2 separate regions of the Rattus norvegicus genome follow, and region 2 is linked to region 1. The links are chromatin contacts, called in public Hi-C maps. All regions are on one chromosome and are shown on one strand. Each heading gives the region's core, a stretch centred on a gene start, on an enhancer-like site or on the middle of the called end of the contact. The rest is flanking DNA. Distances are from core to core; before and after follow the strand shown. Region 1 holds the start of Meis1 (Meis homeobox 1). Region 2 has its middle 360 kb from the start of Meis1.

Evidence for each region. A called contact is a pair of places that touch in the nucleus more often than the background predicts.
Region 2: a contact with region 1 is called in a Hi-C map of psoas muscle, with 2.5 times the contacts expected there. The contact joins the enhancer-like site here to the promoter of Meis1 in region 1. A contact is called at or near these places in 2 of 12 Hi-C or Micro-C datasets (kidney and psoas muscle) and 1 of 1 datasets of contacts at active chromatin or transcription factors (oligodendrocytes).

Annotation. Positions count from the first base shown.
Region 1 is chr14:97,493,759-97,496,468 of GRCr8, forward strand. Meis1 (Meis homeobox 1) reads right to left here and starts at 1,325. Exons shown (of 13, transcript NM_001134702.1): 1 at 1,258-1,325. The coding sequence starts at 1,269.
Region 2 is chr14:97,856,753-97,859,462 of GRCr8, forward strand. No RefSeq gene overlaps it. Among named protein-coding and RNA genes, the nearest start is that of Meis1, 360 kb to the left of the region's middle. Within about 2 kb of position 1,394, at least 15 of the 93 cell types and tissues checked have an H3K27ac peak or open chromatin away from gene starts, as enhancers often do.

The sequences.
Region 1 (2,710 bases), core at 75-2,574:
CCCCCCCATATATGTTATACTGAAGTGTGCATAAGGCAGCTTGTTGCCTTTTACAGCTGAACATACAACTGGGCAACATTATTTCCAAACTTAAATAAAAGCTATAAAGGAAGCAACTAATGTTGTTTTATATTTTTTTTTTACCCTCACAAACTTTCTCCCTAGAGTAAGAGTCCAGGAAGCAATAGTTACATGTTAGTTTTTTTTTTTAAACAGACTCAAAAGCAAAACACACATGAAAATCTGGGGGATGGGGCTGCTTTCAAATTGATTGCCTTGACTGTCTGTGATAAATTCAGCTATTTCAATTTTTCTGTTTTATTCCAGGCAAGTTTCTTTTCTAAGATTTGGAAATGGGGAGAAGGAAATGATTTCCAAAGAACTGCCACTTTCATCCTCTGAAAGACAGAGGTGTGAAGAGTTTGGGAGAATCCTGACATTTGCCTGAACTGAGAGAAGAAAGAAAAAAATGTGTCCTCCAGTAACTTTCTTTCCCAAAAGGGGCTTTGAGGGCCAAGACACAAATTATGCAAGGCAGCCTTTTTGTAGACCCTTTTCTTTTAAGAAGCCACCTCAGCCGGCCCGTCATTGTCTCAGTTTACTTTCAAGGCATTTCCATTCAAATAGGAATATTGGGGAAATTAGGATTGCATTTTTAAACTGAGTAGCTCTGTGTTTAGTATCTAAGTGGTAAAGAACTTAGCTAAGAAAAAAAATCTGCAAACTTATTATCTTGCATAAAAACCCATGCAAATTAAAATTACTTTTAAAAGAGGAATGTTTTTCCAACCAAAACTCCACTACACCAGGACATTCCTTATCTAAAAATGCTACCTACTTCTAATGATATTAAAGATGTGCATAATCGATAATAACGCTAAAGTTCCCAGCTGCTCATTTTAATTAAACGTAGCTTTAAACTTTTGGTCCCTAAATGCTTAAATTACAGCACTGGATATGTAGCATTTCCCCCTCCTCTTTCTTTCCTTTTAAAACAGGTGATTCCTCGGGCTTGTATTTTTATTTATATAGCTGTTGGCTAGGAATCTATAGACTACTTGATCACTTGAATTAATAACCCACGAGTAACATGCATAAGGCTACAAATGCATTAAGTAAACCTGTCGATTTAGGCCGCGGCTTTAGGAACCTCATTCAAAAAGAGAGAAAGGAAAGAGGAAACTTAGCAACAGTGTCTTTCAGCCACGTTTCAATTTAATCTCACATTTGAGTTCCACAATTGTTTTTAATACGTACCCTTTGCGCCATCGGCCTCTCTGCCTCCCTTCCTTCTTCAACTTCTAATATATCCTCTTTAAGGCCAGTGTGAAAAGAAACAAATATGCAAACTCCCTCGGAAAAAAAAATAAAGCACAACAGTAACAAAAAAATCCCTTTGCGTCTCCAGCAGTGTGAATTACTGGTCCCAGATCTTCGGTCTACCGGACCTGAAGCAAGGCGCCCGCGTCGCTGAGCATAAAAGCGCTCTGGTTCCACCAAGACAGCAGTGGGAGGGAAAAAAAAGCAGATCTTCTCTTCCCCCCCAAAAAAATCAGTTAAAAAAAAAGAAAGAAAAGAAAAGAAAAAGAAAAAAAAGAGCGCCCCTCAGAACCAACTACCAAATCTCATGGCTTTCTGCCACTCCAGCTGTCAATCACAGGCGAGGTTGTCAACGTGGTGAATGAATGATCATCCGTTCTGTCTTCTTCTGGTCAGAACACCTCAAATGTTAATATTCAAATGCACAAAGCCCTAGCGCCCGCTTTCCTTGAATCAGTCCTAATTCCCAATCAGTTTCTCTCTTCTCTCGCTCTCTTTCTCTTTCTCTCTCCCTCTTTGCAACTGCTGCACTGAAGGGAGATTAGAGAGGAGGGTTAAAAAAATGTCTGTCTGAGTTTGTCTTAAAGGAGCCACGATCGATGCTGCCCGCTTGCAGTCGCCGTGCGTGTGTAAAGTGTGTGTTGCACAGGCGGAGAGGTGGATTCCGACCAGAATGCTAGAACCCGGAAGTAGTGGTGGCCATAACAGGTCGCGTCTTACACAATGCATTGGGCTGCAGCAAGTAGGCTCCTCGGCAGGGGTGGGTGCGCGAAGCGAGCTCTGGCCGCACTGGAGAGGCAGAAAGGCGCTCCATGAATTCGCACGCCCAGGCACTAACACCACACACCCAAGGCACATGCACACAAATGCAGGCTGCAGCTCCCGACCCGCCGACTTTAGGTCCCCTTCCAGCCTCTCTTCCCAAAGCGGACTCTTGAAATAAATCGGGAATAAACGTAGGGCAGGCAGATGCCGGAGTTAATTCGCTCAGTGCTCCGCTCATGAAAGACTTCAAGACTTTCCTCGAAATTATTGGGGTCTGCCAGTATTTTTCGGGGTGGGGGGTTGATGCCAAAAGTACTGGATTCTCTGCTAGACTCCCGGAGAAGAAAAGTCAAAGCCAGAGCAAGAAGAGGAGCTGGTGCTGGATTGGAAAAGGTTCAGCTCAGGAGTCCCGAGAACGTGGGGTAGCGGTCGCCCGGGCGTTCTGCAAACCCAGCTTAGAGGTTTTCTTTCCTTTTTTCTTTTGGTTTTGGGTTTTTTCTTTTTTTCTACCCCCACCCCGGCCCCCGCTGTCAGAAGTGGTCGTAGGGCTGGAGTTATGGAAATGCTTGCATTTTGCCACTTTGGGTCCCGACGCCCCCGCCTCCTCACCCTGGTAGCCCTCAGC
Region 2 (2,710 bases), core at 144-2,643, 360 kb after region 1:
ATTTCTTCAATACTCGTTCTTTAGATAAGCATTGACTTAGCAGCTACAATGGCAGTATCATGGGCACCCTCCATCTACTCATTAGAAGCGACGTGGGAACTCTTGTTCAGCAGTCTAGCCATGGCATCACAGTGGCCGGAAAGACTCTCGGGATACTCGTAAGAGAAGATCAGAGTTCATTGTCATTTGCAAGAGCCGAGATAGGAAAGAGTGGAGGTCCCAACCTCAAGTTCTCCTTGGACGGCTCCAGCACAACTTACGCATGGAGTCCTTCACAGAGGCAAGCAGCAAGGGCCTACCAGCTCTGACCGGTCTCCACCATCTTTGTCTTGAGGTATCCATATGGAACACGGAACAAAGTTAGCATACCGGGACTTCAGTGTCACAAAGGTAGCTGAGCTCCAGGAACACAGTCAAAGCTCCCCCGAGGTGAGCACCTACAGCTGCCTTTAGCTCAAGGTGGGGCATGGCGATTGCGTCATACTTGCGGAGGTGAAATGAGCCAAACAGAACAATGGGCGCCAAACAATGAGCTCTTAAATATTTACCAGCAGAACCGGGGACCTGCGCACTGCTTATCTGTAAAACGAGTAAAAGTTCTACAAGGCCACTGGATGTGAAAAGCGTATAGCTCCCAAATTTTCTCCACCAGGTACCGTCAGCGAAACTGATTCTCTGACTTTACACAAGGAAACGGCCAAGCTCAGAAGCCAAACGAGTGGCCCTTAGCTATTCAGTTACTGGGAGAGGGGCCAGAACTGGCCAAACCTGTGCGGTTCTGCCACAAAACGCTGTGGATGGTGGGACGTTTCTCTGACGTGAGTGTGAGAAAGAGGTGATATAATAACCATAGCAGTGCTACAATTATATTCGTAGAGGGGTAACACATTCCATTAGTAACAGTAGTAAGCATGGCCCCTCTTCTGGGCCAGGCTTTCCCTTCACAGAGCAACACAAAGCCCTGTAGGAAACCTGGTCTTATTCCACTTTATACCAGAAGAAGTGAAGGATCAGAAAGGCAAATTAACTTGCCCAGAGACACAGAGTGAGAGCCATACGGTTGCGTCAGACTCAAGTCAGAGTCCCCTCCTTCATCTTCTTTGGCTTTGTGGGTCAGCTGCTGCAGGCTTTTGCCCAAATAGTCAACCCTAAATGTTCTGAAATTCATGGCCAGAAAGGATTTTGACACTTTTGTGATGTGAATGCTGAGAGTCAACCACGTTTCCTAACCACTGTCTCCGTTACTAGAGTGATGATAAACAAGGAAGCAGACAGTAAAGGAGGGGAGGAGGAGGAGGAGGAGCAGCAGGAGGGGGAGGAGGAGCAAGAGGAGGAGGAGCAAGAGGAGGAGGGGCAGCAGGAGAAGGGGCAGCAGGAGGAGGAGCAGGAGGAGGAGAGGCAGCAGGAGGAGGGGCAGCAGGAGGAGGAGCAGGAGGAGGAGCAGGAGGAGGAGGGGCAGCAGGAGGAGGAGAAGCAGGAGAAGATAGTGGTGTTGGTATTCATTCACTTAATATTTAGAGAGTGCCCACCATAAGCTAGTCACTTTTCTAGACACTGAGAATAGGGTTCTGACCTTCACAGAATATCTTATCCTGCTAGTTGCTATCCTTGGCTGTCCCTAATTTCACCACAAAAAGCCATTCCCCCCTCTACAAAGGGCATTCAGACCCCATAGACTAGCGGGGAGAGGCGGGTCACCTTGTAATCGGTTCATACAGAAAGATGTACAGAGACAGGGTTTTATAGGACTTAGAAAATTATCCCCCGGTGGCTGTCTGAGAGAACTCGCAGCCGTCTCCCCCACTGGTTAGAGGGATGAGCAGGGAAGTGAAGAAAACAGATGGCAAACTCCAGAATGCCGTGGCTGAAACACACTTGCTCAGAAGGTGGGCGGCTCTGCCAGACCTCAGCTTAACATGGACCACGTGTGGAATCCAAGGGCCGCGCTGAGATGGTACATGTGCATCCAGTCACCACAAACGGTTATTTCCTTTTAAAGGGCTTTTGCAATGCTGCCCGCCCCTCCTCCAGGGCAGACTCCTTGCTGCCAAGCCTATTTTTATGGTTTGTCTCCAAAACAAGTGCAAAATAGTGTTGGCTTTAGTGAAATCCTCCCTCTGGCCACTGGAACGCCATCTGCAAGTTGAGGGGAAGAACAGTAAACAGTACAGGTTAAGTCACTCATTACTAATATTTTCCTTAAGCTCTGAAACTTTTTAAACAAACAACAACAACAATTGTCTCATAATAACCTTCCAGAGGTTAACCGCCAGCAGGTGGTCGAGCTCAGCTGACATGCAACCCAGACAGCTGTTTGATTATAAACTATGGCTTCTTATGGCGATCTGGGGAAAACTTCTTGCCGAAAAGGGGTCTTCTCTTAAAAATCCCTAATGAAACAACACATAAATGTCAAAATGACAAAAATAAGGAAGTGTGTCATAGACTAAGCATTTTAATGTGCTTCCTGGCTTCCTCCAGAGTGTACTCTGGACCTAGCCACATTTAATGGAACGGATTCTGAAAGAGGTGGTACACAGCATGAATTTTTATGACCCAAATAAAACTTGAAGAGAAGTCACTTTCTCTGCCGCAGTCAGTGTCCACAGCAGATGTGTGGGAGGCTCAGGTTTCAAATCAGCCACCCAAGCCAACATTTTACCTGGACCCTGAGGCATACGGAGTAAATGCCTGGATGTAAAGAAACCCA